Linked DNA regions of Zea mays: region 1 is linked to region 2. The links are chromatin contacts, called in public Hi-C maps. All regions are on one chromosome and are shown on one strand. The core of a region is the stretch at or near the end of the contact, and the rest is flanking DNA. Distances in the headings are between cores, read along the strand shown. Region 1 has its middle 11 kb from the start of LOC103650483. Region 2 holds the start of LOC100216775.

Evidence for each region. Hi-C and Micro-C count contacts between places; a contact is called where the count stands out from the background.
Region 1: a contact with region 2 is called in a Hi-C map of leaf, with 7 times the contacts expected there. The contact joins the enhancer-like site here to the promoter of LOC100216775 in region 2. A contact is called at or near these places in 2 of 25 Hi-C or Micro-C datasets (leaf and root tip).

Annotation. Positions count from the first base shown.
Region 1 is chr3:122,031,881-122,038,491 of Zm-B73-REFERENCE-NAM-5.0, reverse strand. No RefSeq gene overlaps it. Among protein-coding and RNA genes, the nearest start is that of LOC103650483, 11 kb to the left of the region's middle. Within about 2 kb of position 4,516, at least 16 of the 20 cell types and tissues checked have an H3K27ac peak or open chromatin away from gene starts, as enhancers often do. A contact at or near this core is called in leaf, where this site is marked.
Region 2 is chr3:121,299,517-121,305,591 of Zm-B73-REFERENCE-NAM-5.0, reverse strand. LOC100216775 reads left to right here and starts at 2,664. Exons shown (of 11, transcript NM_001317372.1): 1 at 2,664-2,811; 2 at 4,059-4,228; 3 at 4,324-5,047; 4 at 5,717-6,075. The coding sequence starts at 2,764.

The sequences.
Region 1 (6,611 bases), core at 3,267-5,766, 730 kb before region 2:
CTTATCTTTTTGCCTGCTCTTTAAGAACCTCCTCTCTTCTACCTCAAATTGAGAGTGGAAATTTACCTATCTGGCACATAGTCGTATCCTCTCCTCTGTCACTTGCAAGTCTTGTCTTAACTCAATCCTTTGTTGCGCTTTTATCTGTTATCTCCCTTACCATTGTAATCTCTAGATCTTGCCTTGATTCTTATCTTAGGTCTGCTTTTTAAATCTCCTCTTTTCTATCTCAATGTGAGAGCAGTGTTTCACTTATCTCACCGTTGGCTACATCTTCTTTATCGCGTGCAAGCCTTGTCCTAACTCCATTTTTCGTTGTGTTTGTACCCTTGGTTCTCCTATGTCGTATCTTTTCTCTTACACCCTTGTCTTTATCGCCTTTGACCCTTGTGATATTTATGTCTTTACCTATTTGGTTACTTCGAAATTACTCTTTAAAAGTCTCCTCTTTACCAACCTAGCTTCAGAAGTGGTGAGTTACCTATCCCTCCCTTGATCGCTTCCCCTTCTGTCACCTTGTAAGTTTTGTCCCAACCCCATCCCTTGTTGTGCTTCTATCTATTATTACCTTTAACTCTTATCATCTCTCGGTATTTACCTTGATGTTTATCTTGTACATGCATTTCAAAGCCTTCTCTCTCCCATTTCAGTTCGAGAGCATGGTTTTACCCATCTTGTCCTTGGTTGTTTCCCTCCCTTGCCTCTTTGCAGATCTTTCCTCAGCTGTATCTTTTGTTGTGCTCATGCTCCTGTCTCATATGTCTTGTTCTTTGCCTCATCTTTCAACAGCCTTAGAAAGTAGTTATTCCCTTTTCAAGAAAGACCATCACTTAATTAAAATGAACGTATAGCAACGAGATGTTTGTTGTTGAATGCTTGTGATGTTTGTCGTTGTGTTATGAGTGATTTGCTTCTTGGTGATGAGTGTTGATGTGTTGTGGTCCTTGGTCCGTAATGGCATCAACTACTAGGTGAGTGCCATATAGTTAAGTAGTTGGGTTCTCCCCCCTGCTCTCTCTAATTCGTCTATACTTACCTTTTCTCGCTATTCTTTCCTCTTGCACCTGCCCAGCTGGCAACCCGCAACTTCTTCAAATCATTCAAGATCAGAGTTGACAACGTCTTCACCAATTGCATAACAATGCTCTTGTTGAGGGGGTTAGCCGCCAACCCCAATGAAGACAACACAATCAACATCAACAAACAAGATCAATGTGGTGTAGCGGAAGCGTGGTGGGTCCTAACCCATAGGTGCTATAGCCACCAGAAAGTCAACTCAGCATTCATACGTCTCGTGGCTCCAATAATGAGGATCAATTGGTCATGAGCATATGAAGGTCAAAGCAACCAGTCCACAGGTGTCACACTCGGGTTTTAGGGACCCGTGCGCGAACATAATCACCAGGTGTGCTGGGACCAAGTCTCACACATATGACGAATCATGGTACAGAAACAAATGTCACAACTTTATTAAATAATTACATCAAAAGGAGACAATGATCCAGCACCCCGAAGTTGACTGGGAGACGACGACCTAGACCTCTCACGAATACATCGCAGCATCCTCGATGCGCCTCATCCAGTGGTACCTGTTCTTGACATGTGGGGGGGTGTCAGACAACAAGGGTGAGCTCACAAAAGATCATAACTCAACAAGTTGTGGGGAATAATGTGTCTAAACTCGCCAAAGGTGGGAGCTCATGAAGTGTAAGGCTTACCAAAGAGAAGGGTTAAAGCGGAGCATTGCTTTTAAAGTTGGTCAAAATTTTATTAGCAGTTACTAAGTGTAAGTATATATCAAACCATAATAATAATAGAACAAAATTAATAATAAATCCCATGCAATGCAAATGACAAAGTGAATTTAGTTCTATAATTTAATCATGCATGAGTCCTGAGCTGCTCATGACCGCGAGCACGACTAGTATACCAGTTTTACACTCTGAAGAGGTTGTACCCTGTACCCACAAGTCGTGTATCCCTTGTCGCCAGGGTTAGCTAGACCCTTAAACACTTCCGAGGTGAATGGCTAGGGATCCACTACGAGGCCTTTACAAAGTTCCACTAGCTTCTGAAAACCCGCTACAGTTTCCAGGAAGAGCAATGTAGGAATCCCCCGTCTGACTGCCATCGCAGCAAAATCAACCCGGGAACCTCCCTACACGCCTACTCCCCTACTGCCCTTGCCCCTTTTGGGTAAGGTAGTCTTCCACTAGCTTTCCTAATTAGTCAGCCAATGGCGTCCCATTCCACCCTTGTGGTGGCACGTGTTTATCAAGTTAAGCTCCATGTTCCAATTAAAAATAATGATCTTGACATGAACATAAATAAAATAACAGTATAATTGGAATATGAAGATAATGTAATATTAATCCAAAACCATATAGAGCAATAGCAAAAACTACCCAAATAGGTCAGGGGTAAACAAGGTATAAAGATAATCAGACTAGGGTGACCTATTGGGTCCCATCAAAATTAAGTCTATACATGATAAAATGATTATAAAGAACATTATTGGGTAAATAAAAGTGATCAAGGGCACAACTTGCCTAGGACTTGAGATTCTAGGTACCAGGATGATCTTCAGATTCTCATGACCTCATTGCTAGTCGTAGCAATACAACAAACATGGTATATACAAAATTAACATCATGCCAAACATAAGAACAAACTACATAATAATAATCTATGCATCGTAACGAGACCGTGGGAATGAGAATCACTAAATTCGGAGTTCCGGTTAAGGAGTTATGATTTATGGAAGATAAATGTGAATTAACGATTAAACAATATTGTAAATTGATTAGTATACATCATATGAGAGAGTATCTTACAAATAATTAAATCAACTTTAATCTAAGTCATTACTTGATTATAAATTATCTTTTAGGCCAAAGATAGCCATAAGATCAGGATACTATATTAATATTAATATTAGGATAATCTGATCGAGAAAACATAGATTAGTCAAATTAGTTACCTAATTATAAAAGTATGGGATATCATATAATCAATGTTTCTATTGCGTAGTAGATATTTATATGAAGCTAATGCAACTTGAACGGATTGATTCGGAGTCAAAATGGGGAAGTTATGAATTTTCAAAGTTATAGGTGCTAGGTACAAGATTAATTAGGAGATTAATTTTAATATGGTTTTCATGTCAAAACAGAGACACTAGTTGATAAACACTAATATTACAAAAATATAGAAATTGGAAAGGATCAATTTGGACTTAATATGAATTTTCTATGAATTATACAAGTTTCTAGTATTGTTTTTGTTCTAAAAATCATTTTCTAAAATTTATTATCTAATTTCTCTGTTCTCTGGACTATGCGCATAAAACAGATAAGCACAGGGTTTACTACGTAAATATTTCCAAGACTCATAACTTCCCCGCGATGGACCACAAGTTTATTATGAAGAACCCCGAGGGCTCTTTAGCAACATTACCACGACGAAGGGTTATGGTTAACTCTCGGCCGCCCGATCCACTACGGACGACACAGACTAGAAGCCATCAATACTGAACCGGTATGAAGCTACGTCCGTCAGATTAAAGATCGACGATCAGAGTTTTATGAATTGAGATCTAATAGGAATCGAACAGATCGCATCCAACGACCAAATTGTTCACACCGCAGCTATACCCCACACTCTAATCCCGGTCGTTCATCACGTATTCAACAACAAGATCACTCTCTTCCCCCACCCGATAACCTAGAGTGGCAACACAGGCTTACTCGTGGCGGCGCCATGGCTGGAACAGCGGCCAGCCCGCCTAAGAATGCTATTTCCTATTCGAAATATGGTTATACCGAATTGGGGACATGAGGAAGCTGCGGGAAAGGCTCTCACGGGATTCACAAGGTAGTTTCTCACGGCCACGACGTGCTGTAGATGGTTGATGAAGTTAAGTAACGACGAGAAATTCGGCGAGCTCTGACCGATCATCCAGTCGGGAAGCATCTCGTCATAACTCCATACCTCCATGCAATGCTTCCAGACCACTCGCAGAGAACCACATGGCTTGACTGACGAGAATTGACGTCGAGGTCAAGATACGGCGGCGACGGCGCTCTCCTCCCGGTAGATGGTGGCTCCGGTTGCGATCCCACGAGACGAGGAGGAGGAACAGGTGGCCCGATGATATAGGCGCGAGAAGGCGAACTTGGCATGCAACGACCACATGAGATTTCCCTGGCGCACTGGGTTTGTTACGAGGTTGTCGGTGCTATCTCCGATCCGAAGATGACGATCAGGAGGGACCCGACATGTGGCCCCAATCGTTGATGACCCAAGGGAAGAGGTGCGCGTCACCAACAGCGTGTGTGGATGAGCTGCGTGAGATCGAATGGGCCGATTCCGATTTTGGGGGTGAAGAATCGGTCGGAGGAGCGCGAGATGCACGCGACATCTGTTGCAAACGGCCAACGAAGAAGGAGGAGCTGACCGGGGTGGCCCACCAGTCAGTGGTGTGAGTGGCGCGTGAGGTGAGAGGCTGGCGCGAGTGGCCTACACGGCAGCGACACACGGTGCGCGGGCGCGGAGTGGGTATCCTAGGCCGTCTACATGGTGGTAGGTGGGCCGCGGTGGGATTTGGCTGGGCCAGCGGGTGCGTGATATTGGGCCAGGAAAATAGTTTTGGCCCAAAAAGCTGATAGGCTCTTTTCTTTTTAATATTTTTCTGTTTTCTTTTGTTTTCCTTTTATTTCCAAATCTAGAATTTGAATTCAAACCTCACAGCAAAATTTGTACTCAAATTAAATTTTCATCTTGAACATATCAGTAGAATGAATTTAGTTAATTATGGATTTATTTTGGGTTTTATAATATTTCTTCCCCCTTTTTCCACTTTTGAATTTCAAACTTCAAATTTAGGTTTTATCCCAAACCTTTGACTCATTATTATACTTTTATTAGTGTTATTGTTAAATGCACAAACAAAAACTCCAAGCATGAGTGTAAAGTCTATTTACTTCTTACTTTACTTAATGCCTCTCAATATAATATTGATAAAGGGGTATTTACTCAAATAAATAGGAAATTCTCCAATTCATTAATTTTTTCTGAGTTTAAATTAAATTTAAAAGTTCCGTCTAGATTTGAGTCATCTAAATTTAATACTATCCTTATATATCAATAACCATTTAAATAAATGCTTATAGTTTTTCATTTTAATGAAATGAGTAATCTCTTAGTTGGATAGAAAAACTTTCTATTACTTCTTTCTCTTCATTAATTCTTGGTTTCGAAATTCAGTCCTCAAAATTCAAAGTTCAAGTATAATTTGAGATATCTCACTTTACTATTTATTTCTTTATTCATTTATTTTATTTATTTTTTATACAATTTTTTGGGCTTTACAAATCCTACCCCCTTTAACAGAAATCTCGTCCTCGATATTTGTATGAAAAGGGATACATAAGGATTGGTTTGTAATTCGGCTTTTAGTCTATAATTGGTTCAAAAATCCAGAGTCTCGTTTTTTATAGTCAATAGTGGGTGATTAGGAGAGCATAGGTATCCAACTACTTATTATGTAGGACATAAGCTAGACAGGTTGATGTAATAAATATTATGGCAAGGAAAGACTTCGTCCGAAAGGTTTAAGTCTTGATTCGTCTCGAGATTCGCTTTGACTGTTATCTCCTTCCTTGTTGAGGTTGATCTTTTCTTCTTCGGTCTTGGTCTCATTGATTCGAGGTTAATGTATATCAGCAGAGTTGGGGCATATGGTTGAAATAGTTATGGGTGAGATGGACTACATGATATAGGTCAAAAGTTTGTTTGATGTTAGGCGGGGATAGATAGATTATACATTTCATCATGACTCTATTGGTTGGGTCAGATCTCATATATGTGACTGAGTTGGTCTACTGTACTGAGTTAAGTTAACACCTAGCTAGTAGGGTTTAATCTCTTCTTTCTTGAGCTATGGTGTCTCCTTCCGGGTTTAGGACAGGAGGTTAAGATAGTTTTGTAGGTAACATATGGATAGAGGGTTTAGTAGGTAGCTATATGCTAGATGGGATTAGTTATGTAACCTGTTTTGTAGGACAAGTTGTTGGGTATGGCCGAGTTGATCTAAGTCACCAATTTAAGCGTAAGTGAATTAGGAGTATGGCCTTATCTTTTGTACCAGCATTAAGTAACTCAATCTAGATGAGATCATATTAGGTTAGATAGGTCTACTTTCTTCTACCAGTATCACTAATCTGTTTAAGTAGACCACATTAGACTAGATCGTACTAGATCACATTAGATTCTATAATCCTATTCAAAAATATCATTTAGTTGAGCATAACAAGCTGACTTTATCTTTATGAAATTCTAGTATTTTTAGTGGAACTTCCCATTAGTATTTCTTTATATACACCTAAAATTTTCATACCATTAGCAGGTGTGGCATAGGAAACAAGGGTACATCAGGTTTTAGCTACTAGGTGAGTGTAGGGAAGATTTGGGGAATAAGGAAAATTAGGGGAATAAGGAAAATTAGGTAAGGGAGACTTTTATTCCGGATGGTGGATCTTGATTCATCTGAAGATCTATTTCTACTCATATCCTTCATTGTCGAGGTTAACCTTCTTCTTGGGTCTGATTTA
Region 2 (6,075 bases), core at 1,415-3,914:
CGCGCACCCACCGGAACAAAGTGTAACCAAGAAAGGCCGGTCCCCTTGCAAAAAAGTGCGACAAAGCCTCCAAGCGAGTACCAACACTCCCTTTGAGGCTCGGGGGCTATTGTCGGGTACCATAATTAGGGGTACCCCTAACACTCCTAAACTCGGCTGGTAATCACCATCAGCACAAACTACAGAGGCTGATGGGCGCAATTCAGGTCAAGGCTTCGTCTACACAAGGGACGCGATCTCACCTCGCCCGAGCCCAGCCTCGGGCGGGAACTGTAGTCCCAGGCGAATTCACGCCTCGCCCGAGGGCCTCCTCAAGCAACGGGCGCACCCTCGACTCGCCCGAAGCCCAGCTCGGGTAGGCTTCGTTGTGAAGCAACCTTGGCTAAATCACCTCACTAACCCACCGTATCGCAGGTGCATTCAATGCAAGGATCGCCTGGCGCCTTATCCTGACACGCGTGCCTCAGTCGGTAAGGTCGAAGTGACCGCAGTCACTTCGCCCTCCCACTGATTGACCTGACAGGAAAACAGCGCCGCTCGCCCCTCTCCGACTGTTGTGCCACCCGCTAGGGTGAGGCTGACAGCAGCTGAGTCCAGCCTCAGGCGCAACAGGAAGTCTCCGCCTCGCCCAACCCTAGGGCTCGGCCCCCGCCTCGGCCTCGGAAGATGGTCTCCGCCTCGCTCGACCCCAGGGCTCGGCCTCAACCTCGACCTCGGAAGGTGGTCTCCGCCTCGCCCGACCCCAGGGCTCGGCCTCAACCTCGACCTCGGAAGGTGGTCTCCGCCTCTCCCGACCCCAGGGCCCGGCCTCAACCTTGACCTCGGGAGGAATCGCGTCCTCGTTCGACCCCGGCCTCGGCCTCAGGAGGAGTCTCCACCTCGCCCGACCTTAGGCTCGGACCGACCACGCCGCAGGGGGTACATCATTACCCTACCCCTAGCTAGCTCAGGCTACGGGGGAACAAGACCGGCGTCCCATCCAAGCTCGCCCCGGTAACAAGTAATGATGGCTCCCCGCGTGCGTCCATGACGACGGTGGCTCTCAGCCCCTTACGGAAGCAAAGAGACGTCAGCAAGGTCCCAACAGCCCCGACAGTTGTGCTTCTACATGGCTCAAACCCTCCTCCGACGTCCACGACTCCGCGTACACAGGGCTCTAGCACCTCTCCGACAGCCACGTTGGCATGTACATAGGGCTCTGGCTCCTCTCTGCCGGGCACGTTAGCATATTGCTACACCCCCATTGTACACCTGGACCCTCTCCTTGCATCTATAAAAGGAAGGGCCAGGACCCTCATATGAGAGGGTGGTCACGCGGGACTCCCTCTCCCCCTCGCGAACGCTTGTAACCCCTACTGCAAGCGCACCCACTCTGGCGCAGGATAACACGAGCCGCGGTTTCCCCCCTTCGTGTTCCATCTCGCGCCAACCCATCTGGGCTGGGGCACGCAACAACAATTTTACTCGTCGGTCCAGGGACCCCCCGGGGTCGAAACGCCGACATACGAATAAAGGAATAGAAGGACACTTGGAGACGACCAGACACCTTCAGACGGAGACAAGCCCACAAGGACGAACATGAGAAGCAACACCGATGAGGACAGGAGGCCGGAGCCCCGCCAAACTAAAGCTTAGTTAGGACTCCATCTTATAACTTTTAAGCTCCACTTCCACCCCCCATAAGACGTCTGTGAGCCTCTCTTCCCTCTCTCATCTGCTTATAACTATGAGTTTGATCATTAATGGTGTCGGTAGCGTAAGCCCGATGACTGGATGTAAGGATGCTCTGTTCGAAGCAGTATAAATCTTACGCCCTCCACGCACGTCCTCTGGAGCCCGGAACGCGCATAATAAATTTTCTTGTCGGAGCGAGGTACGAAACACCGATAATTATAATTCATGATGAGTTTAACCGAATACAAAAATTTGAGTAGACTTGGATTATTTTGGAGCATAAATTGTGACATTGATTTAATTCTAATCCATGCTAATTAAGAGTTGGGTTGGTGTAAACTAACAAGGCCAAATCTATGGATTTGGATTATATAATTTAGGAGTGAAAAAAAGCCCAAATCTATGGAGTTGTATTGCTAAAAAAAGATGGAGTTGAATAGAAATTTGTGAAGCCTATCTGCAGTCGGATCGTCTGTCCGACCGCTCCCCCGAAAATGCCCCTGTTTGTTTCAGCTTTTTGGAGCTTGCTTCTGGCCACCAAAAGCTGTTGCGGACTGCCAAACACTCAGCTTTTCAGTCAGCTTCTATAAAATTCGTTTGGCTAAAACCATTCAACATCAACATAAACACATAATCGGTTGAGTCGTTGCAATAGTAGGAATCTGTCACTTTCTAGATCCTGAGTCATATGGATACATTTATCTTCCTCCGCACGTAATTCTAATGATACTCAGATTCTCTACACAGTCAGATTCTCTCCACAGCCAGATTCTCAGAAAAGCTGGTCAGAAAAAAGCTGAACCAAACAGGCTCAATGTGGGTTCCCGCCCATGGCCGCCTCAAACCATCAAACGCACGCATCCGAGCCAAGCCGAGGCCGACCGACTGCAAGGTGCGGGAGAAAAAAAAAATCTCGGCCGGGCGTCGCACGTCCGGCGCATCGCAACACGAGAAACCTCTTGTCGGGCCCAGTAAAAATTATTAGGACAAGCATTAGTGTTCGCTCGTCACTCGTCAGTACTCAGTGGAGGAGGCGGCGGCGGGGAGGGAGACAGATGCGGGAGGCCCACCGCGGGGTCGCCGGACCAGATGGACACGCCGGATAGGCCCCGCGCCGGCGCCGGCGCCGGGTTCGAGGTCCTCCATCTCGCTCGCAGCCAGGGGGCCGCCCCGCTGATGCTTGTTCCCACCGGTTTTCGCTGTTCTGATGGGGGGTTCTGAGGCCATTTCTCTGTGTGGGGATTTTAGGAGCGGGGGCGGGGAAGCGTGCCGTTCGTGCTTGGATTGGACTGGTCGGTCGGTCGGCGGGCGGCTGCGCGGCGGATGCGATTTGCTGTGCCCGCATTTGCTTGACGTTTTTGGTGATCTGTTTTGGGGACTGGGAGGGCGCATTTCGGTGGGTGGGTGGGTGGGCGATTAGGGTTCTGGTCGACGCACCCTGTCGCCGGTTTCACCGATGTTGGAGTTGGATTTGAGGTCTTCAACTCTTCACGAGTTTTCTCTGCGAGTGAGAGGTGGGGATTTGGGGGGCCTTACTCAAGGCGACTACTACTGTCAATCAGGCTACTGCTGCTAGTTTCATTAGATCAACCATCCCTACTAGATGGACCAATTGGCTTGCTGATTCTGTGAGTTCTGCGGCCTGTCCATTTGGACTGTCACCTCGTCGTTCCATGAGATGTTACTACGCTCTGATGCGTGCATTGTTTGGACCTTTGGATCTCCAACATCAATGCTTAGATTCATACGTTTGCTGGTCCTCTGTCCATGCGAAGTGTGAGTTTTCTGGAGTTTGGGGGTTGTTTGTGCTTTTTGCTGAGGAACTCCTGGGTGTAGCACTGTAGCTTGGATATGGGTGTCTGATCATGCACATTGCTTGGTCATGAACATACTTTCTCGGCAATTAGGACGTCCTAGTATCAGGCCCCTCACTTCATTTCCTTTTGCAAGCAATATATGTCTCAGCACTGCTGCATTTGATCAGCTATTCAGCTCATCATTCTAGGCCTTTCAATGCGCCTCGGGGTTCCTTGCAAGATTGCTTTCCAATCAGTAGAGACACTTAGCTATGTTACTTGTCATCACGATTCAGGCATTGATAAAGCATTTGTCATTGATAAGCTTGTATCGTATTCAATGCATGCAACTCCTTGTGTTGCGTTCTCTTAAGTGGGCTGGGGAAAAAGTTGGTGTAAGTTACGGGGTTTAGCAGACTTCCTCTTACAGAAGACTGTGGTAATATCTATTTGCTAAAATAGGTCATGGTTTGGATTTGGCCAATTCTCAATTGATTGACATCAGGGCATCTAAGCTCGTTTTTGTATGTAGTGAAGAAATAAAGACCTATGGCTTTACTTTTCTAATTTGATTTTACTGTTTTGCAGGATTCTCCTGTGTTCAATTTCATCAACAATCTCTCGCCTATACCACCACCTAAACCTTTAGACTCAGCACATAATGTGCAGCTATTCAAGTCATCAGATTTGGCACCTGTTTCTTCGATCTTTGCCTCACCACATGTTAATCCAACAAAGGGAACTAAAGTTCTGATCAGGTTTATTTTCATCTTTTCTCTATGCTTTCTAGCTAATCTCGACTTTTATGTGTCTGTCTTGGCTCTGCCTTACAGTTTGTATTTCATGCTGGTAGGGACGAATCTGTTCAGCTTCCTCATGAATTGCACTCACCTAGCAGTGTCAGAACTCGGATAGGCACCTCAGGCTCTTTTAGAATGATCAGATGCAAAGACATTGTGCCAGAGAATTGTAATATCACTTGTCAACTAAACGAGGCATCTATTGATTCTTCAGATCATACATCAAGCTCTACAGGCCAATTGACTCAATCCATAAAAGATGCTGCTGGCAGTATGGAAAGCGATAAGGATCAATGCGCTGGTGGTAAAATAGACCTTACCATGTCCCAGGAGTGCACAGGCCTAGAAGGTATGAACCTTGATGAGAGTAGCCCAGACAGAATGGATTCATCACATTCTGGGATAGTTGTTCATGAAAACCAGCTATCTGAACAAAACAATGATGAACCTGCGGCATATAATGGGGTTTACATGATTACACACCAATCAAGTAGTGATATGCTGACTTTAGCCGTACCATCTGGAACAGAAGCACAACCAATGAATGATACACAAAAGGCTGATAATCCCTACCCTTGTGAATCCTTGTTGGATGTTCAGTCAAGTGGAAATTGCACCCAAAATTCTGTGCATGAACCCCATCTGTACTGGAACGGGGCAGTTGAAGGGGCTGCAGTAGCTTATACTCCCCAAGCACTTCCTGGTGCTTTGCAAAGTCAGTTGATGCCATGTAACAAGCTCAATGAGCCAAAAGATTACATGCCTACTGAGCAAAATGTATGTATGCTTTGTGTTGCCATTTAGAAGTTTTGTATATTGGCTTTACTAATGCTCTGTGCTAATTGACCTAATCTAATTCGAAGACTCGTGCAATATATCTGTATGTACAAACTACAAACTAATATTAGCTTGGATACCATGGGCGTGTTTGGCATGGCTCTGCTCCACTTCAGAGCTGCTCTGCTCCAGAGTTTAAATTGTTGTCTCATAACCAGTGACAGTAGCGGGTAAATAACTCTAAACTCCACGTTGATGTTGCTTTTTTAGAGTTTTCGGAGCAGCAAAAGAGGTACTCCAAAAAATTCTACTACAGATCAGAAAACTCCATGAAGTTTGCAACTCTGGAGTTATGGTGTTTGGCAGGCTCTTTCTAGCTCCTTCTTGGAGTTCTGCTCTGGAGCCATGCCAAACACGGCCTATATGTAGGAGAATGGATTTAGCAAGTCCATGTTTATTAGCAGTTTTCCATTCATGTGCCTTGTGCATTGTATTGCTCTCAATTGTGCATAATCTTGTGTCCACATGCTAACAAGATTGCCATCAGTATTCAGCCTTTTACTTTCTATCATTTTCTTTCCTGTAAATCTAGTTTTGTATAGGCTGTGCTAATTTGGCTGAACTATCAATGTTTTTTCTTATGAAAGGACATGTTTTCTGCTATTTCAGGCTTTGTCACAGCATTTACGTGGCATGCGTAGGCGCAGCCTTTTCAATGAAAAGGCTGGGCTTAGTAATAAAGGTGTAGACAAAGCTTCAGATCATCATCCTGTAAATTCAACTACCCCCAAATGCAAAACCATTTCTGGTGACAACTCAAAGACTCTAAGAACCCCCCCATGTGCATTGCCTGGTATTGGCTTGCACTTGAATGCCCTTGCCGCAACTGCAACACCTAAAGAGAAAATAGTCCCTCAAGACATTCAGTCTACTATAAATGAATCAAGTAACTTGATAGGCCCTGCTGGATCTTCTCCGGCACCTTCTGAGCAAAACATTATAAATGATGATTTCACTCAAACAACTGA